Regions from separate parts of the Mus musculus genome. Here regions 2, 3 and 4 are each linked to region 1. A link is a contact called in public Hi-C and promoter capture Hi-C data. All regions are on one chromosome and are shown on one strand. The core of a region is the stretch at or near the end of the contact, and the rest is flanking DNA. Distances in the headings are between cores, read along the strand shown. Region 1 holds the start of Nphp3 (nephronophthisis 3 (adolescent)). Region 2 holds the start of Pik3r4 (phosphoinositide-3-kinase regulatory subunit 4). Region 3 holds the start of Nek11 (NIMA (never in mitosis gene a)-related expressed kinase 11). Region 4 holds the start of Nudt16 (nudix (nucleoside diphosphate linked moiety X)-type motif 16).

Evidence for each region. A called contact is a pair of places that touch in the nucleus more often than the background predicts. Capture Hi-C pulls out chosen DNA fragments and counts their contacts.
Region 2: a promoter capture Hi-C map of adipose tissue shows a contact between it and region 1, with 5 times the contacts expected there. The contact joins the promoter of Pik3r4 here to the promoter of Nphp3 in region 1. A contact is called at or near these places in 1 of 484 Hi-C or Micro-C datasets (CD4 T cells) and 2 of 9 other capture datasets (adipose tissue and liver).
Region 3: a contact with region 1 is called in a promoter capture Hi-C map of adipose tissue, with 5 times the contacts expected there. The contact joins the promoter of Nek11 here to the promoter of Nphp3 in region 1. A contact is called at or near these places in 7 of 39 promoter capture datasets (the 3T3-L1 cell line, 3T3-L1-derived adipocytes, embryonic stem cells and 2 more), 2 of 484 Hi-C or Micro-C datasets (CD4 T cells and uterus), 4 of 115 datasets of contacts at active chromatin or transcription factors (embryonic stem cells, pancreatic cancer cells, pro-B cells and 1 more) and 2 of 9 other capture datasets (adipose tissue and liver).
Region 4: a Hi-C map of regulatory T cells shows a contact between it and region 1, with 10 times the contacts expected there. The contact joins the promoter of Nudt16 here to the promoter of Nphp3 in region 1. A contact is called at or near these places in 3 of 484 Hi-C or Micro-C datasets (CD4 T cells, hematopoietic stem and progenitor cells and regulatory T cells).

What each region holds. Positions count from the first base shown.
Region 1 is chr9:104,000,008-104,005,208 of GRCm38.p6, forward strand. It overlaps Nphp3 (nephronophthisis 3 (adolescent)), which reads left to right and starts at 2,537. Exons shown (of 27, transcript NM_028721.3): 1 at 2,537-3,154; 2 at 4,707-4,832. The coding sequence starts at 2,774. Gm33054 (predicted gene, 33054) reads right to left here and starts at 2,352. Exons shown (of 2, transcript NR_168653.1): 1 at 2,295-2,352; 2 at 1,753-2,027.
Region 2 is chr9:105,639,917-105,645,117 of GRCm38.p6, forward strand. Pik3r4 (phosphoinositide-3-kinase regulatory subunit 4) reads left to right here and starts at 3,079. Exons shown (of 20, transcript NM_001081309.1): 1 at 3,079-3,474; 2 at 4,280-5,053. The coding sequence starts at 4,321.
Region 3 is chr9:105,392,719-105,397,919 of GRCm38.p6, forward strand. Nek11 (NIMA (never in mitosis gene a)-related expressed kinase 11) reads right to left here and starts at 2,569. Exons shown (of 16, transcript NM_172461.3): 1 at 2,478-2,569; 2 at 131-442. The coding sequence starts at 303. It overlaps Aste1 (asteroid homolog 1), which reads left to right and starts at 2,644. Exons shown (of 5, transcript NM_025651.5): 1 at 2,644-2,947; 2 at 3,827-5,140. The coding sequence starts at 3,845.
Region 4 is chr9:105,129,425-105,134,625 of GRCm38.p6, forward strand. Nudt16 (nudix (nucleoside diphosphate linked moiety X)-type motif 16) reads right to left here and starts at 2,381. Exons shown (of 3, transcript NM_029385.2): 1 at 2,219-2,381; 2 at 1,869-2,138; 3 at 1-1,086. The coding sequence starts at 2,356. The coding sequence ends at 907.

The DNA.
Region 1 (5,201 bases), core at 1,287-3,786:
GTGGAAGGAAGGGGGAAAGAGTGAAAGGGAGGGGGAGGGAGGGGATGGAAGGGAGGGGGAGGGTGGGGTGGAAGGGAGGGAAGAAGGAAGGGTTTATTTTGGCTCAAAATTTGAGAGTACAGCCCCTCTCAGCAGGAAGGCCTTGTGGCCAGACTATGAGAAGGCTGCTCACATTTCATCTGTAGCTAGGAAACAGAGAGATGAGCCCAGGTGGACCAGTGGCTTTCTCCTGTGAACTCACTCTGGGACCCCAGCAAGTAGGATGGTAGTGCCCACAGGAGGACCAGAAGTCTAAGGTCATCCTTAGCTACAAAGAAAGGTTGAGACCAGTCTGGGCTGCAGGAGATTGTTTCGAGGGGAGGGGAGGGGGGAGGGGAGAGGAGAGAGGAGGGGGAGGGGAGGGGAGGGGAGGGGAGGGGAGGGGAGGGGAGGGGAGGGGAGGGGAGGGGAGGGGAGAGGAGAGGAGAGGAGAGGAGAGGAGAGGAGAGGAGAGGAGAGGAGAGAAGAGAAGAGAAGAGAAGAGAAGAGAAGAGAAGAGAAGAGAAGAGAAGAGAAGGAAGGAAAATCTAGAGAATGGTCCTCAAATCTCTGAAGGAACAGACCTCAGAAATCAGCAGCTAGAAAGGCTTTGAGAACCTAGGGCAGTCTTTTGGGTACTCTGATAGAGCAAATGTTTCCCTTTGGATCTCATGGTACTAACTGGAGAAATCAATATGTAATCCTTCAACTTAGGAGAGTCCAAAGGCTAGAAGGGTGTCTAAGAGGTCAGAGAAAACACGACCAGCTAATTTGAGGGAAGGAGTTCAGGGCATTTGTGGGGGTGGGGTGGGAGTTAAAACGGACCAGCATTCCCAGAGTTCCTTGGAGGAAAGGCTGTTTGCTTTGTGATAGATATGAAGGGTGAAAGATTGGATGTCAGCCATGACAGTGCTGACAGCAGACTATTCTCAGCCATCAGTCTCCACCGGCTAAAGAGAGCAGATGGCTAGATTAAGTAAAAGTTTGAAGTTCTAGCTCCAAGGTAACTTAGGACAACTCCCCAGGGCCGTCCCAGCTTCAAAAGTCTCTGCAGGGTTGGCTGAGGTCTTTGCTGGGAATGCTGCACAGAGCAACCTTGCACTGATTCCCCTGCCTTGCCCCAGGTACCTACCCAGCATTCTCTGGTAGACATCTTGCTTGCTTATCTACATCTCAGAGTTGGCTTTCCAAGAATCCTAGGGATGCCTGTGGATGGAGTGAGCCACCAAAGACTATCTTAGGTCAGCCCAAGGAGGCTCTGCATGGACTGATGCTTAAAATGCTACCAGATTTCTTACAGCTGGGGATGGAGTAAGCAAGCACTGGAATAAGATTATATCCCCCTTGGGTAATGAGGCTCCCGGTAATGAGGATGATGGCAGAGAGAGTGGCTGGCATTCGGAGACTGCCTAAGAAAAGGGCAAGTATAAAGATTACCAGCACCCAGCTCACAACAGTGTTGAGTCAAAGCCACTGCTCACTTTTCTGTCCCCTCTAACCTGGGGTACCAATCTGGGATGGGCAGGAAGATAAGTTAGCAGACCAAGGACAACTTGGAACAGTAGCACGCGTTCCCTTCCTGCAAACCCTGTACTTAACAATTTTCTTCCGTCTAGAATAGGGTCCCTGGCATCCTTATCGCCAGGCGTTATAAAACCTGAGCTTATCAAGGATGGGGGTGGGGGGAGAGAAGGGTCGCGGGGGTGGGGGGGTTCAAGTGGTGATGCTTCGAAGTTCTTTCCTGGCTGGCATTATTTATTACATGTTTCCTGAGAGACACACTAGGCACTGAACTGCCTCCAGAAAAGAGCCCTTTAGTCAGGACCACAGAAACAGTTGCGGCAGAGCGGGGGCAGATGGGTATGTGATCTAGTTCTTGCTCACTGAGACAAAGTTCACGCAGAGGGAGCAGAGCTTGTAGGTTTGGGCCTAGTCTGGAACCTTCCCTTCTGGATGTCCGGATCTCCTGGTACCGCCCAGCTTGCCCAGCTCAGTCCTGCCGCCTGCTCCTGCAAAGCAAGTTCTCAGGGCCGCCAGCTCCGTGATACCCATTCCTCTCCTCCCGAGTCTCATTTCTCTCAACCCTCCCTTGTCCAGCTCCTCTACTGGTCTCATTCAGAAGAGCACGCCCCCGCGTGTCTGGTCACGCCCCCAAAGCCTGGCTCCGCCCCACAGGACTCCTGGCCACTCCCCCTCTCGTTGTCCAGCCAGGACCACCTCTCCGACTCTCTGACTGGTTTTCTCTTTCTTCTGCTGCTGCCTTACGCCCCACTTACCGGGCTACGACCCTAAAATCTGGCCCGACACTCTCTCTGGGCACTGCTCTTCTCAACTGACCACACCTCCTCTCGCTGCTACGTCCCACCCCTCTCTGTTAGCCTTAACATCCCCAGCTTGCTCGGCCACGCCCCGAAAGTATGGCTCCGCCCCTTCTCAAGACGGCCACTCTTCTTCAACACCACGCCCCTCTAGTTGCCACGTTACGCCCTTCTCCCCAATCACCAGGCCCGGCTCACTTACTGCTCCGCTCTTCCCTCCAAACTCCGCCCTCTCCTCTACAGCACCTCGCCCCACCATCTAGGCCCCGCCCTTAAGGCCTGGCCACGCCCCGGCCACCTCCCTGCTCCTGGCCACGCTCCTCTCTGATTTTGGTTTCTCCCTGCGGCGCTCCGCCCCGCTTGACAGGCCCCGCCCTCCTGGTCCCGCCTCCTCCTGGCACCCAGCCGACTCTCAGCCTCAGCCGGCCGCGGGCATCATGGGCACAGCCTCGTCGCTGGTGAGTCCCACTGGCGGGGAGGTGATCGAGGACACGTACGGGGCAGGCGGCGGCGAGGCCTGCGAGATCCCGGTGGAAGTGAAACCCAAGGCCCGCCTGCTGCGCAGCTCGTTCCGCAGGGGCGCGGGAGCCGGGCCCGGGTCGCTGCCTCGCGCGGCAGGGGGCGGCGGGCTGCTGGGCGCCAGCTTCAAGTCCACCGGCTCGTCTGTGCCCGAGCTAGAGTATGCGGCGGCCGAGTTCGAGCGGCTCAAGAAAGAGTATGAGATCTTCCGGGTCAGCAAGAACCAGGAGTTGCTGTCCATGGGCCGCCGAGAGGCCAAGCTGGACACGGAGAACAAGCGGCTGCGGGCGGAGCTGCAGGTAACGCGGGACCGAGAGCGTCGCAAGCGGGAGGCTCTGAGGAAACTGAGACCCGAGCGCACCGCTCAGCCGCTTGGTGGCACCACCATCCTACCCCAGCTACAAACCAAGTTGTTTTCTAAATTGTGCAAAAGCTGCTCCTCCTTTATGTGGAATCATTATTTGAGTGTAAACTAATTTCTTATCAGCATCTTCCCCTGCCCCTTTCAATTTACGGTTCATTCATTAAGACACGTTGAATCAACCCAAGTCCTGAAGTCGAAAAATTTCTCAGAGCAACTACACACAAACTCCTCCCGGTTTTAGGTATCTCCAAAATGGAGTTCTTGGGTTAGTTTTCTTCGCGAAGTTCGGCAGATTCTGGGGTTTAATGATACGATAGGAATTTTTCTGGAAACCTCCTGATTTTATGGTTTTTAACTGTTGTGATTAAAAGTCTTCCCTGAGAGTACTCAAACTCTCTTAGTCCATTTAGTTAATGGACTAAACAGTTACTGCAATGCTATTGTAGGCCTTATAACAGATCGCCTTTGATTCATTCGGATACTAGGTAAAGCAGAACTTCTCGGAGTAAAAATATGGGACTATATGCCGTGGGTTCGGAGCCTCTCTGGTGGTCATTTGTTTATACCTTTCTTTTCTGTGAGAGGGATCTCTGACAGCCCAAGAGCTCCCGGCACATCAGAACTTAAATAAACATCACAGATTTTTTTGTAAAAGAAGGCTCCTTCCTTCTAGTAGGGCATCATTCCCATAAGCTATGAAGCCCTTCAGAATCTGCTGGGCTATTAGCATATTATCTGGGAAGCTGTTCTCACCCTCAGCTCCCTGCTCGCCTCACTTTCTACTGGGAGACCAATGTGCTTGCCCTTATAAAGTGGACTTGCGTGTCCCTCGTGTATGATGTCATGTATGTGCACCACTGCCCACTAAGAACCATGTGAATTGCAGGGAGAAGGGGTTAGCAGGATAAAGAGGCCAGTGCAGGGAGGACTGACAGACAGATGTCACAGATCACAGATCAGCAGTTCCAATTCCCTGTGAAACCTGTTGTTCCTTTCTTACCTGCATCATCGTGAGAAAACTCCCTCACATTTATTTCATTCAGCCATGTTGACATTTACTGGAGGCCTCTGATGGATCCAGACGGTGAATGGCTCAGGAGAAGAGTAAAATGATTAATATATAATGCCAAGGAGCACAGGAACCTTCATACGTACTATTCTTCAAGCTAAACCTTACAAATTGCGTGTCTTATTCTCTTAAAAACCCAAAGCATAGAAAAATCCTAGTGCTGGTGCAGTATTTCAAAGAAAAAGCATTAATTTCCGTTGAGAGCTCATTGCTGAAGAACCTGTTTACTAGGATTCAAAAATGTTTGCATTTTTTTCTATCTTGCTTGAAATCGTTGACACCATAGAAGTGCCTGGTAATTGATAAGAGAGTGAGTAGAGAGAGTAGAGATCCCAACATACGTAAACATGTATGTAAAAATGTAAAATGTGAACGAAAGGCCGTTTTTGTTAGGTGATAACAAGGTGAATCATTGCAGGCACTTCAGAAAACTTACCAGAAGATACTTCGGGAAAAAGAGGGTGCGTTAGAAGCAAAATACCAAGCCATGGAGAGAGCGGTCACATTTGAACATGACAGAGACAGGGTTAAAAGGCAATTCAAGGTAAATTCTTGATATTTCTTCCCATCCCCACCCTCCCCTAAGTGACATAGACTAAAAGCTAGTTTTCAAAAGTGTTTAGAGCCAAGTGTGGTGGCATATACCTTTACGCCCAGGACTCTGGATGCAGAGACAGACAGATCTCTGTGAGTTTGAGGCCAGCCTGGTCTAAAGAGTGAGGTCCAGAACAGCCCAAACTTCATAATGAGACCCTGTCTTGATTTAAAAAACAAAAAAAAAAAACAGCAACCAAAAAAACTTTTTTTCATCTGATATTTTGCGGAACATAGATAAATCAAGTAACAGCTGTGAAGCTCGTAGAGCTAGACCTACCAAACTTTTGGAAATGTTTGGGGATATTTTGTTTCGCAT
Region 2 (5,201 bases), core at 1,829-4,328, 1.6 Mb after region 1:
ATAAAAAGCCTGATTGCTTTCAATAAAATTGCCACAGAGCTTGAGTGTTGCTGTGGACCCTTGCTTCATTCCTTTTGTGACCTTGGCCAAAGAAGGTACCAAAGATGCCCTAACAACTTCCAGATTTATAGTTTGAGGAGCCTAGTCATCGATAGTGCTGCCTACTGAGATAAAGAAGAGTGAAAAGAATATTGGCAGGGATGCTTAAAAAACAATTCAGCTTTGGATTAAAACCTTTTGTGTTTCTTGAATACATTAAAAAAAAAACACCTTTTTTTTTTTTTTTTTTTTTTTTTGAGACAGGGCCTCGTGTATATAGCCCAGGCCAAGTCTGGATCTTCTGATTCTAGCACATCTGCCACTGAGCACTGAGGTTACAGTCACAGGCCAATGTGCCTGACCCCATATTAAGAACAGTCACAAGCCACCATGCCTGACTCCATATAAAGAACGCTTAAAACTTAAAATGTCTGGGGCTGGAGAGATAACTCAGTGTTGTTGTTGGTATTTGGTTTTCATTTTTTGAGACAGGGTTTCTCTGTGTAGCCCTGGTTGGCCTGGAATTTGCTCTGTAGACCAGGCTCTGCCTCTGCCTCCCAAGTGCTGGGATTAAAGGCCTGCACCACTGTGCACATCTGGCTCAGAGGGGGCTCAGAGGTTTATAGTACTTGTTCTTGCAGAGGGCTTGGGTTTGAGTCCCAGCATCCATGTGGTGGCTCACACTCATCTTTAACATGTGATTCCAGTTCCAAGGGATCTGATGCCTCCTTCTGACCTCCACAGGCACTGGCATGAATGTGGTGCAGATAAACACACGCAGCCAAAGCATCCATCCATATAAACCTAAAAAGGTTTTAAAAGAAGAAAAATCAATTGCATACAAAGTATTTATGACTTGATTCTGAGACTCCAGGGGGTTGACCTTGAGGTCCCAAGCAGACCAGACAATCAAACACCAAGCTACATCTAAGGCTTTGACAAAGGATTTAAGTAGACATTTTCCAGAGATGACGAATGAATGGGCAACAGGTACACGAGGAGATGCTCAACGTCATTAAATCCTCGGGGAACTGCAAATGAAACCAAAAGGAGATGTCACTTTGTACCCACCAAGATGCTCTAATAATGGAAAATGGATGATGTCATCGCTAGAAAGGACACAGAGGGATCAGGAGCCCCACACTGTGCTGGTGGGGATGTAAGGCTGTGTGCACTTTGGAAAATAATTTAGCAGTTTCTCAGAACGTAAAGGCCAAGGGGCCGAGGGCTAGCTCACAGCTTCAGGCTTTTCCTTTTGGTGAAACAGATTATAGCTATTATAGAACTGTAAAAATATATTAAAAACAACCGCTTTCTCCCTCTCCTCTTTGGTGCTGGGGAGGCAACACTTATAAAAGAAAGTATTTTCTTAAGCGGCTTGCTTAATGTTGCGAGCCGTCCAGCGGCTCACAAGGACGGGTACACCTGAATAGCAGGCCGGTGCTGAAAGAGAGGGAAACTAGGCGACCAGAGGAAGATGGAACCAAGACAGGGTTCTGATCAAGGTTCAAATTTTTAATGGTGGACATGCTTTATAAAAGAGGGGGCGGGGAAGTCCATTCCCGCCAATTCATCCTTGGAGCCTGGAACCAGCCGCAGGTGATGACATGCAGAATAGGGTGTAGTCTCTAGAATAGTTCTGGGGCCTCTCAGCAGGTAGCAGTATCTTGAAGGGGAACAGCGGCAGTGGCAGAACAATAGAGTGCTCTAGGCTCCACCCTAGATAATCTCCTTAGTGGCAGCAAGATCAAGTTCTGGCTTAGCCTGCTTCAGGCTTATGGGAGGCTACAGTTTAAGGTTTCAGAGGGTTAGTCAAAGATCACCGTGGCAGGGATCAATCATCGCAGCTGGCAGGCAGGAGCTGAGAGTTACAGCCTGGTCAACAGGCAGCAGCAAGAGAGGGACACTGGGCCTGGCCTAGGCTTTTTAAACCTCAAAGCCAGTGACACACCTCCCCCAATAAAGCCACACCTTCTAGTCCTCTAAATAGCCCACCCACTAGGGACTAGATATTCAAATATACAACCCTTTGGGAGCCATTCTCATTCGAACCAGCACAGTAGCAAAAGCAAGAAAATTAGAACACAACTCCAGCAAAGACCCATTCTTTTTACCATGATGCACCCAGGTAATTCCAGCACCCAGTAAGTTGGGGCAGGGGGATGTATTTCAGCTAGCCTGAAATACAGAACGAGACCTTGCTTTCAAAAATAGAATGAATAAAGAATTAAAACCAGCCAATCTTGACACTTTGAAAAATGGTTTTAACTTGATTTTTTGACAATCTTATACATGTATAATGTGATTACTGTAATACCCCCACCCCTAATTAACCAGCACTTTCAAATATTTTTTTTCCAAGACTCACTGAGTTTAGGCAGTGAGTTTGGGGCTATCCATTGGAGTCTGGTGGGCACTCAGTAGGGAGTCAATTGAAGAAAGTGGTTTCTCTCCTAGAATACATTAGAAGCCAAGTCTTTATCACAGAGAGGTAGGGTGCATACACTTCCCCAACCAATGGTTGACTTAAAATGCCAGGTGTTGTGTAGGTTCACTGTAAGATTTACTCCTGCTGTGAAGCCATGACAGCTTTGGCTCTGCCATACCGAGATAACTTGTGTGTGTACATACAAAATATGCATGCATGCATACATACATACATACATTTTTTTTTGGAGAGAGGATCTCTCTTTATAGACAGGCTAGCCTCTAACAAATCCATCTACCTCTCCTGAGTAATGAGATTAAAGGTTCGTGTCACCCCAATTGTGCACTTTTTAAACCGACGAACTTTATGACACATAGCTTCTCACTCAATAAAGTTGAAATCCAACTTAGTGGGGGAGCTAGGTTTTCTAAGTACGTGGGTAAGTTTACTTAGAGCCATTGGTCACAGAGTTAGTGAAGAAAAGCACCTCCTGCTTGAGGCAGCGAGGCCACGCTTCCTTCCCTTGTTTCCTAGCAACCGGCTTCCTACTGAACGCTTCCTCAAGCCTCCGTCCGTCACTTCCGATCTCAACAGGAAGTGAGGTCAACCCGGAGGCTTTCCCGGGAGTTCAGCGTTTGCCGCAGGTGAAGTCGTCTTCCTGGACGGGCACTGTCCCTGTCCCTGTCCCTGTCCAGGGCTGCTGCAAAGGCCCTGGGATCCGGGGACTCGAACCCGCGGGGGCCCAGGGCGGCAGGGGAGGAGCCGGCAGCGAGGCTGCTGGGTGTCCGGAGTCCCGAGTGTGTTTGCTCTCCCAGTTGTTCACCCCCAGCTCTAGATCTCGGACGTGTCTGCGCTCCTGCCCCAACTACCCCGGTCCCGTGTCTGAAAGAAGACCCCTCACAGAAAACATTCTCCTGGCCGGCTTCCGTTCACGCCCAAGCCCCTCGGAGCTCTGCCAAGACCTCCCTGGGATCTTTCAGCGACTTTTGAGTTGCCAGAGGCCTGGGGTAAATGTTTTCCTGAGTGCTCAACTATGGGGTAGGGAGACAGTTCCTGCAAAATGTGGGGTTAGGTAACTTGGGGCAGTGTGCATTTCGGCTTACTTTTCTTGAATGTTTCTGGCGGGGTTTCTTGTTGCAAACTGGAGGAGTTTGCCTTGGTTTAGGAGGAGGGAGACATCACTGCGAGGATGCAAGGCCCAGTTGATGCTAATTCTATAGATCTGATTGATCCTCCCAGGACTTAAAATGATCCGTTTGTATCATGTGATTCGTTCTTTTAAGCGTTTAGCGTGTTTCTTACTTGCAAGTAAACTAGTTTTCCCGGACAAGGACCGAGGCATACGGTACTTTTACGACTTTAATAGTATCACACAGTGAATGCATGTTTTTAACATTTTTAGCTTAATGTTGAAGGGACTACGTTGTGCATAGTGGGATCTCAGCCCTTACGAGGTGGAGGCTAGAGGATCTGGAGTTCAAACTCACTTCTCGGGCTACATAGAGAGTTCCATGCCAAGCCTGGGCTACACAGACCTTATCTCTAAAATAAAATGTTGAAGGCATGTATGTAATTAAACAGTTTAGCGGCTGGAAAGAATGACATGACGTAGCACCATATTTTTAGATAAAAGTAATAAAATCTACTTAGATAATTTTTTCTGAATTTGAGACAGATCTGGGACTCACATTCACACACATAGTAGGTAAAGGTACAGATGTCTTTTAGGAAAAGGCCAAATAATGGCGATTTCACTGTTTCTTTGTTTCTCTCCATTTTAATCTCTCTCCTGCTCGACATCCTTTTACCCAGGTGTTCTGTGTTAAGCTGCTGTCCCAGAGGTGCTGGGCATTATGGGAAATCAGCTGGCTGGCATCGCTCCTTCCCAGATCCTGTCTGTAGAGAGTTATTTCTCAGACATCCATGACTTTGAGTATGATAAGAGCCTGGGAAGCACTCGGTTTTTTAAAGTCGCTCGAGCCAAGCACCGGGAAGGCCTGGTGGTTGTGAAGGTCTTTGCAATTCAGGATCCCACGTTACCCTTAACTAGTTATAAACAGGAGCTGGAGGAACTGAAAATCAGGCTCCACTCCGCCCAGAACTGCCTCCCCTTCCAGAAAGCAGCAGAAAAGGCGTCTGAGAAAGCAGCCATGCTGTTCCGGCAGTATGTGAGAGACAACCTCTACGATCGCATCAGTACCCGCCCGTTCCTAAACAACATCGAGAAGCGCTGGATCGCCTTCCAGATCCTGACGGCCGTGGACCAAGCGCACAAATCTGGAGTCCGCCACGGAGACATCAAGACAGAGAATGTGATGGTCACCAGTTGGAACTGGGTCCTCCTAACCGACTTCGCCAGTTTTAAGCCCACGTATCTTCCCGAGGACAACCCAGCGGATTTCAACTATTTCTTTGACACCTCGAGAAGGAGGACATGCTACATAGCTCCCGAGCGCTTCGTTGACGGTGGGATGTTCGCCACCGAGTTAGAGTACATGAGAGACCCCTCAACCCCGCTTGTCGACCTGAATAGCAATCAGAGAGCGCGGGGAGAGCTGAAGAGAGCCATGGACATCTTTTCGGCAGGTGTGTGAGTCAGTCAGATCAGCTAACTTGCATATTTTTTTTTTTCTACTGCCAAACAGAAACGTGGTTTTGCGTAAATTGCCTGCTTTTCAAAGATTTCTTGCTAGGCCCTCTCAGACGGTTTCAGACAGATACACGATGTCCTCAT
Region 3 (5,201 bases), core at 1,319-3,818, 1.4 Mb after region 1:
ATCTATACAGAAATTTGTGAAGCCCTTTTCTGTTTGTAAGTTTCCTGTTTGATACAGAGTACAGATCAGATGTGACTCCGTGTTCTAAAGCAGCCTGTGGCTACGCACACATGCGCAGTTTATTACTTACAGCTCCTCTCCAGGTTTGGCTTTCTTGTCTGACACCAGATAGACAGTTCCAAAACTTCCACTGCCAAGTTTCTGCTGAAGAACATATCTTCTTGCAATCAAAGCGGTCGGGTACATGGGGATGACTGTGGGTCTTCTGCCCACACACTTCGCAGTCTCTTGGAATTTCAGCATTGCTCCAAACAAGATAAAACTGGCTTGTTCATTCACAGAAACAACAGTTGGGCATCCGAGCTGATGTTTGAAAAGTCAAACGGGAAGTGTTGATTGATGCCAGATATATGGGAACTCCACAAATCGTGTCTAAAAGCAACTACAAGATTCCCACAAAAAAAAAAGTATAAGCTTTTGGCAATGATACCTGCAGTGTATCTTGTGTTATCACACCAGCTAATGCTCGTGCTCTCTCTCTCTCTCTCTCTCTCTTTCTCTCTCTCTCTCTCTCTGTGTGTGTGTGTGTATGTGTGTGTGTATGTGTGTGCATGTGTTTTGTAGGATGAAAGGAAATACAGTAAATTCCAGAAGGCACTCTCTCATAGAAAAAGAGCCTTCCTTATACATGCAACTTTATCACAATAGTTTAGAGCCACATTTTTACTGACTCCTGAAATGTGTATTTGTTTTATGATTCATATTTTGTTAGATATTTATACTCCCCATCGACTTAAAAACCAATGCGAACCCAGGGCCATGGCTTCCCCTAATGCACACATAGGCCAACTCCCTGGTGATGCTTTCCTCCCTCTCAGTCTGCTTTGACTCAGCACAGAGTAAATTGGGGTTAAACCCTGATTAGCATATTCTGCTTCCCTTTGCTTTTTGCCCATGTCAACTTTAAATCACAGTTTTGGGGTGTCTGTTTGCTAGACTAGCTATGTGGAAGGATATCAATTCAGTGCCCCCCCCCCATCTTAAGCAAGATCTGATTCCATTTCTATTGTACACACTGGGTACAGAGCTATCTCCTGGATTAGAAGTAAGGACATGCACCTCAGACCTAAGACTGCGTTTTAAAGCTAGCTGACTCTAAGTGTAGTACAGGTGAAGCCACAGTTCCTGAGGGAGCTATGAAATGTTATGAATGGCAGAACTGTCCCATGAGAAAGTATTCCACAAAACACACTCTTACTCCATTCCATCAAAGTGTTGAATGTTTTATTGAAAACTGTGCTTTTGTTTAAAATCTACATGAAAATAGGACTTTACGCTGAATACTATGTACACCTTGGCATTAGGTTTTCATATTCAGCAATTCTAAAACAACGAGAAAAAAATAGTGTTATAGTGTTGACCTGTGGGCTCAACATTTACCACAAAACCTACAAGGACACTCAAACAGAAAAAAAAAAACTGCAAAACATAAAACCTATTTGTAATTTTGTCTTCTTTAAATAATGTACTAATCTGTGGTTTGATCTAGTCCCAGTGAGAGCAATGCCCCTCTCCTCAAGGAAACGTTACTAAAATCTGCAGAATCTAAAGAATAGGTCCTAAAAGGTACCTTCTGTTTGCTTCTTTGACTGGCATAAAAGTGGTGATTTCTAGATAAACTAGGCTGTTCAAAAAAAAAAAATGGCCTCTCTGTCGCCTTTCAGATCACTAATAATAATTCTCAATGTGGAGAGGCGATTAAAGTCCCCACTTAGTAAAGAGCTGAACTCAAGATGGAGGACCAAAGCTTCTATTTGTAATGGAGTAATAAACCCAGCAGTGTGTGAGCAGCCTCTCCAGGCTCATCACACAGAATCAGCTCTGTCGCCCTCATCTCAGTTGGTATCCATGGAATGTACACACACTGCAGGCTGGATCTGAACCTAGGGCAGAGGATGAACTTGGGTGCTAGGGACACAGGTTATGCTTGTATCCCTGGGGCCTAGCTAACAGCTGACATACAGTTGTTAGCAAACGTTTGGAGAGCGAAGAAAGATCCAGCATACCAAATGTGACCCAAAGACAAGTAAAGGAAAGAAAACATAATAGGAACTAGAAGAAAGCTGAGAGACGCCCACTTTGTGCTAACCATCCCTGGGGTACCCATCCCGCTGGGGCAGGTAAAGAGAAAGTCAAGTGTTTACCGATGGTAAGAACTGAGTGGTTTATGTCCATGTCAAAAAACCCAAAAAACTAGGAAGCTGTTTTGACCTGAGGTTCTGCTAACTAAATCTGACCTGAGAAGTAAACTCTAACCCTGAGGTAAAACGAAAAAACTTGTCTCTTCAACAAATAAACCTTAAGTTTTTCGCGGAGCGCGTGAATGTATATCGAGGAGCAGGGCGCTTAGTCTCCCGAAGGGGAATGCGGTCCAGGGGCTGTGGGACCCGGCTGCCCGAGAGATCCACTTTCATTACCTTTACAGGTCCCCAGCCTGCGGCGCCCGGCCAAGCCTCCGTCAGCCTAGAGCTCGCTGCCTCGGAGGGCGTGGTTGTTTAACATCGTCGCCACGGAGACGGCGCGGGGGCTGCTGGGAAGTCGACGTTCCGGCGTCCAATCCAACGGAAGCGCGCCGGACCCTTCGAGGCGTGGCGAAGCGAGCAGGGTGAGGAGGCGGCCGCAAGTGTGAGAGGAATGGCTCAACCTCTCACACCAAGTTCCCACCACCCGGCCCGAAAGCATTTTCTCCTCCAGGGAGAGCCCTCAGCTTCTCGGAGCCAGGCTTCCCAGTGACGTCGTTCGCAGCACTTCCTGTTTCCGCTCGCGGTCTTCCACGCACCCGCGGGTCTGCCGTTTCTCCCCGGGATCCTACCTGCTGCTGCTGGTGAAGTGAGCCGGCGGTCGGGCGGAAGCAGCCGGCGGATCCGGAGGGCAGGAGCAGGTTGAGGTAGGAAGATTGGTGGTTGAGGAATTAGATCCTACCTTTTCCTGCCCTTTGCTTGCATTCCTTGAGCTACTTCGCTCAAGGTCAAGTCATTAGTTTACAGTGAGTTCGCAGAAACCACATGACAAACCGGGAAAGACATGACGATTCAGAATTAAAAAGTGTTGAGATGTTGGCCGAGGTGGATCTGAGGTGAGATAAAAAATCAAGTGCAATAATGTAAGCTGATACCAAAGGCAAAAAATTCAGGAGGATGCATTTTTTTATGTGGTAGCCCCACAAAAATCAAAATGCAAAAATTCCAAGGTTGGCAAAACTTTCACGATTTTAAACACGGGCAAGGCTGGCAATAGCATCGTGCTAAGCGATATTTGAAGCCAGAGGCGAGGGGGGAAACCAGTAATACTAATCCTATGAGTTGTTAGCCAGATAGGCCATTAGTAAGGGGGTGTAAGAATCCAGTTGAGGTTGAAATTGTATACTTGGGATCCTAGAAGCATAAAGCTGTGTTTTTCCTTAGCTCAAACTACTCTCCAATGTACCCTACACTCAAGACCTGTAACAAGGGTCTAGTTATCCATAAGGAAAAAAAAAATTGGCTCATTATGTGTCTTATGCTGGGTTGTCATTTTTATAGCTTAGGACTTTTGGCCTTGACCCTCACAAAACAGATTTCTTCCTTTATCTCTATATGGGCTGCCATGAGGTGGTGTGGCCTAGATATAAGTTCTGTCTTCCACCTCCAATAATCCAATCAAGCAAAGTTCCTCAACAGCGTATCCTGCAGTTTGGGTCTTGATTGATTCTAGATATACTCAGATTGACAACCAAGAATAGCCATCAAAAAGACCAGCAATTGATTTTTTTTGTTTGTTTCAACAGGGATTTCTGTCGATCATCATGGGTATTCGGGGACTAATGAGCTTTGTGGAAGATTATAGTAATGAATTCTTCGTTGATTTGAAATTGCGGAACACAAAACTTATCATTGATGGCTATTCTCTCTTCCACCGACTTTGCTTCAATTCTGACTTGGAGCTCAGGTATGGAGGAGACTATGATTTATTCGCAGATGTTGTACAGAAATTCTTTGAATCACTGTTTGTGTGTCATATTTGTCCGTATGTTGTATTAGATGGAGGATGTGACATTTCAGATAAAAAGCTGACAACTTTGAAGGATCGAGCAAAAGAGAAGATCCAAGCAGCCCGTTCCCTTTCTCTTGGTGGGGGTGGGAATGTGTGCCCCTTACTCATCCGAGAAGTGTTCATACAGGTTTTGATCAGGCTTGAGGTATGTTTCGTACAGAGCTTTTCAGAAGCAGATCGGGACATTATGACACTTGCCAATCACTGGAATTGTCCTGTGCTATCATCGGATAGTGACTTTTGCATTTTTGACTTGAGAAGTGGGTTTTGCTCACTGAATAGCTTCCAGTGGAGAAATCTGAACACTATTAAAGATACACAAGATTACTACATTCCCGCCAGAAGCTTTTCCCTCAATGCATTCTGCCATTACTTCAACAACATGAACAAAGCTCTACTACCTCTCTTTGCGGTGCTGTGTGGAAATGACCATGTTAACCTGCCCATCATGGACACATTCATAAGTAAAGTACGTCTACCCCTTAGTTCTAAGGGGAGGAGATATCACCGAGTCCTGGGACTTCTGAACTGGTTGTCTCATTTCGATGACCCCACTGAAGCACTAGATAACGTTCTGAAGTCTCTCCCCAAGAAGAGTCGAGAAAATGTTAAGGAACTTCTCTGCTGCTCCATGGAGGAGTACCAGCAGTCCCCGGTGAAGCTGCAGGACTTCTTCCAGTATGGTAGTTATGTCTGTACGGACGCTTCGGATCTGGGTCTACCAGAGTGGGTGCTAGGAGCTCTGGCCAAAGGCCAGCTACCACCTTTCATCAGTGATGCTTTGGTGCTCCGAAGGACCTTTCTTCACACACAGGTAGAAAACATGCAGCGGCCAAATGCTCACAGAATATCTCAGCCCATCCGCCAAATCATCTATGGACTCCTTTTGAATGGCCCATCACACGCAGAAGATATAGCCCAGAATACATTGCCTTCCCAGCTTCTGGCTTTCAATGAAGTGGAAAGAATTGATACAAATATCAAAACATCAACTGTTTATGCAAAGCAACTGCTCAAGGATCAATGTGACTTGAGCAAATTGGCTGAGGTAAGTTTGTAAGACTAACAACATTCTTAGAAATTTCTGTATGTTATAATTTGCCTTCGTA
Region 4 (5,201 bases), core at 1,131-3,630, 1.1 Mb after region 1:
GACACCATGTGACTGAAGGGGCTTCTACTTCTTACTGTGTAGTGCTCTTTATGATGCTGTGTGCTCACTCCTCACTGTGAAGTCTTAAAGACAAGAGCAGTGGGTCTCTATTTCTGTCACCATACCTAGCACTGAGCAAGTATTAACCTGTACCTTTTGAAAAAGCTCTGGAACTTGGAGGCCCAGATATCAGCCTACTCTTCCAGATGCCTCTAGGTTTTTTTTTGTTTTTGTTTTTGTTTTTTTTTGGTTTGTTTGTTTGGTTGTTTTTTTTTAAGCAGGGCAGGCTAGACAGAGACAATGGGAGCTCAAAGATGAACACGCAGGAAGACAGGTATCAGGACTGAGGTCTCAGGCCTCCTAAGAAGCCCTTGACAATTCCAACTCTCAGTTAGAGCGCAGGGCTGGGTAGGCCCTTACGTCACTTTCTGAAACCCACTGCTCTGCTCAAGCCCCAGGTAACACAGGACAATTCTCAGAAAGAAGCCATCTCCTTTGCTTCCCTAACAGGCATGGGTTGGGCTGGACACAGGACAGCAGCCTTACAGCGGATGGGGAAGAAACCCTCCCATTTACCCGGAAGGAGTGGGATGTGCCAAATGCCACATCATGGTTAAACTGGGCAGATGACAGTGTGTCAGGCTGTGTGTGACCACGAACTACACATATACATACCTGGAGCTTCCAGGCTGTTTGTCCATGTATAAGGCAGGACTCTGGGATACTACAAAGGCCTTTTATCCCTAATGCCACCAGACAAGGTGTTCCGTTGAAAACAGTGCATATCCTTCCCTGTTGCTAATCTGGCACCACCTACAATCCTTTATACCCCAAAGAGAGACCACTTGTCCTTCCCTCCCTCATACCAAGGCCCTCTGGGTTCCAGGGGTCCATGCTGGTCCGATTCTACTTAGAATCTGGGATCTTTAGTTTTGCAATAATGCCAGGATCCAGAAGTTTCAAGTCCTGAAGGGCTTCTAGTAGCTGCTCTCGGGCAGCTCCAATGAAGGAATTCTCCAGAAAGGCAGGCAGGCCTCCCTCACCATCACGGAGGACGTACAGGGGTACCCGCACCAGGCCCAGCACCTATGAAAAGGAGACATCGGACAAGTGGGACCTCAAGAACCTCAACACATTACCTTATCTACCTTGGAACAGAACTCTCCAGAGAAGAGCCAAGCAGAACCGGGCCTAATAATCACACCTCAGGAGAGCTTAGAGAGCCAAACTCTGTGGACAAGTGAGCCACGCTGGGTTCCAAGCTCCATCCGTGCCAATCCTTCTCCATCCTTTTCCTCACCCTTACTGGCGACGGCCTCCAGGAGGCATGCCTGGCTGTAGCAGTATTTCAAAACTCAGAACTCACACCACTGTATAGGTAGCACTTGGGTGCTCAAGAAAAATGCAAATACCCAAGTATTCCTCTGACATCCTTACCCAACTCAAGTGATTCCAATGGACTGTTCAGTCTAAACACTGTCAAAGTGTGCGCACTAATCAGTTTTAATAGCGCTCTCACTCCCAGGTTCAGGGTCACCTCTACACACAGGCGTCCCTAGCATTAGACTCACTGTCTGCTTAAGGGAAATATGAACCCAAAGTCAAGAGCTTAGGGTATCATGTGCACTAGCATAGAGCTGGAGAGACCTTTGGATGTGTGTTCTAAAAAGCTCTCTGCAGGGGCCGCTAAAGGTGGCCGAGTAGGTGGTATTATCTAGCCTGGAGATGACCAAGATCCCAACTAGTTCATGCCACTTGAAAGAATTCAAAGTCGGAGGGTCAAAATCTCCTCCACCCAGTGGCTTTTCTCGGTAAGGGGATTGGGGGAGGACAGACTGGAGCTGGAGTGGATCCCAGGCTGGTCCCACCTCCAGCCCATGGTCCTTGGCTTGAGGTGCCCTGGCTTCCACAGCCTGCAGCTGTTCCAGAGTCAGGCGCTTGGCATAGAAGTGGGCCACCACGCGCGGTCTGGCCGCGATGTGTGAGCTGCGGTAGTCAGAGCGTTCAACGCGGAAGGCAGACATCGCTTCGCCCAGCTCCTCGCGCAGTTCCCGGTTCAGCCCGTCCTCCAGGCAGCTGTCCTGCGCGTCCACGAAGCCGCCAGGGAAGCCCAGGCGCCCGTCAAAGCGCATCTGCATCTGGGGGAGGAGGGTATGATGGTTGGCCCGGGCTCGCGAGCCCTGGGGCGGGGGAGCGGCCGTGCATGACGCGTCCTCACCAGCACGGCGAAGCGCATCGGGATGCGGCCGAACAGCTTGCGGGGGTCGGGCGCGTAGAGCAGCGCATGGCAGGCGTGGCGCCAGTCCGGCCCGAGCGCCAGGGCCTCGCTGAGCTCCACTTTCCGATGCCCCTCCATCTCGAGGCTCGCACTTCCGGGTTCTTGCAGAGGCCAGCGCCTCGGGGCGGAGCTTTGCGAGACTCCGCATCAGCCAATCAGGATGGGTCTCTCAGGAGCTCCGAAGACACCCTGGATTGGCCCTTAGGCTAGGGTGGGGCTGAAGGCTTGGTAAGGTCAGGCTCAGGCCGGAGGTGTTTTGGAACCTGAGTTAGAATTTACGCAGGAGTTCTGCCAGTGCAAAGGACAACGTATTTTTTAGAAAACGGTTCTGGGTTGGTCCGTTCATAACAAAGAGTCTAGGGATGGGAGGAAGGTAGTCTGGCTTCAGAACTTATTCCTAGCCTAGCGTGATGGGGGAAAGGAGAGGTGGGTGTAACAAGTCTTGAGTGGTGGAAATGTGGGGATTGACTGATTATAAGAGGGCACAGGGACAGAGCTAACACATTTGGGGAAGGGGAGTGGCCAATGGATGTGGTTACAACAACCAACTGCATTGGCTGTGGGCTCTGGGTAGTGATGTGGCGCCTGGTACATGGAAAATGACATGGAAATGTCACAGGTCACACAGTAAGATTGGGGAGGGGTGGCTGGCTGAGGAAATAAAGCACAGAAAAGAGTGGGGAGGAGTCAGACAGGACACCCCACCACCACCACACTAGGAGTAAATTAAAATACCCTCAGAACTTTAAATTGTGAAGAAAAATAGGAAAGAGATGGGGGACACTCAATGCCTAATGCTGAGATCCTGGCATTCAGGATCCTTCACCTCAGCTAGGCTGCCCCACCTGAAGTTGAGTCCATATATCAAGAACCTGTATGTATTTAAGGAAGGGAAGAGGTGACACTCAAAGAAGATCTGACTTCAGGTCACAGCCTGGACTTGAAAGTTTGTTGTAGAGCTCAGAACTCACCCAGATACAGGCTTGTGACTTTAGTAGAAGCCACTCAACCCTCTCAGGTTCCCAGTTAAGGACCTGTTAGTGGAGGTGGAACCAGCGTAGTATGGGAGTAAAATTCTCCTCAGAGCCAGACATATGGTAAATGCAGCCATTCTTGGATTCGAGGGTGGAGGTTCGATGCTGTGTCTTATGTCAAAGATTGAGGCCAGCATCCTAAGAATAAGGGCACCATCAGGAAAAGCCTGTGGACATCTTGCCTCAGTCCCCTGAGTCGCAGGGCAGAGATGCCATTGACTGAGGCAGTCACATCATGGTGAGTTAGGTGCGATACAGATGCCATTACTCAGATAACATCCAAGGGACAGGCAAATCATCCTGGTCAAACATTATCACCTGGCAACAAGAAGGAGAAGGAGGAGGAGGAGGAGGAGGAAGAGGAAGAAGAGAAGAAGAAGAAGAAGAAGAAGAAGAAGAAGAAGAAGAAGAAGAAGAAGAAGAAGAAGAAGAAAGAAGCTTATAAAACCCTTCATATCTTCCAATTCCAGAGCCCCACCCCAGGCCAATTTCAAGAAAAAATTCCTGGTGGTAGTAAGAGGACACGGTGGTTCTTTTGTTTTGTTTTCTGGATGTGTGCAGTGTATGTGCATGTACAAATGTATGTGTGTTCAAAAGACACGTAGGCTCATGTTCACATGTGTGTGGAGGCCAGAGGTCAATTCTGAGTGTCTCTGGGTGTCTCTCTCTACTGCCAGCCCCCCTTATTTTTTGAAAGTGACTAATGCACTGAGCTCACTAACGGTCTACAATATCTGGTCAGTAAACTCTGGGGATCCCCCGTCTCCCCTTCTCCCAGTGCTAGAGTTACAGGCACGCCCACTATGCTTGGCTTTTGTGGGGGTGCTAAGGATCCAGACTCAGACCTTCATGCTTGTAAGGCAGAGAATGTATAGACTAGGACATCTTCCCAACCTGGCTTTTAAAGACACACCATTTGAAAAGCCACCATGACCGATGTGAGGGAGCCCGAACAAATTACATGCGCCCCCCCCCTTATTTATAAAGAAACCAGACTTATCTCGGGGCTACAGTATTGTACAGAGTTAACACAGAGCCTCATGCAAACAGAGTGATAAGAAATATGGTGTTCAGGATTGTATACATCAGACCTATGATTACTACCACTCTTATAAAACAAACTGTAAATCTTGGTCCAATCTATAATAACTAAAAAGGGCCACCTCCAAATGAAGAGAATTATTATACTTTCTGTAGTAACAGGATGAGCTTAATATGAGTTTGAGTTGGCCTATATAACCCTACAGGCATCTACATAAAGCAGCATTGGGAATGCCTACATCAAGGATTAATAAACCCCTTACTTTTTTGTTCTTGTTGTCGTTGCTCTGTCAGTTGAGAGGCCCACAGAGCCCATGATGCCTGATGATAACAACTCAGTTAGGGTCCAGGACTTGCTTATAACATCATAGCCCAACAAAAGAAACCAATGCTCCTTAGAAAACTTCCACTGAAGAGCCAGAAAGATCCCCAGTGAAATACAGTGAACATCAACCATCTTATGATGTCAGGAAAGAAACTCAATCCCACCCTTACGCCCTCCCTCAAAGAGAAAAAAAAAAAGAATCCCCCAAATAAAAGAGAACCCCTGCACTGTTCTGAGACAGAAAGCCACAGGCCACTGCTGAGTTTTCAAAACAAAAACCAGTTTGAGGAACAGAAGAACAAACGTGGTTTTACTTTTGGTTTATTCATTTATTTATGATGTAAAGTAGAAAATAAATACCTGTCCTGATATTAGAATGCAGATACATGCAGAATGAGCTGCTGAGGGTCGGCAAAGGGTCCTCCACTTGGAAGACTTAGAGATCATTTCAGCAGCTATTTTGTCCTCCAGCAGAGCAGAGCTCCATAGTAACTTCCTTCCGAAGAGTAAACAGTACAAAAAG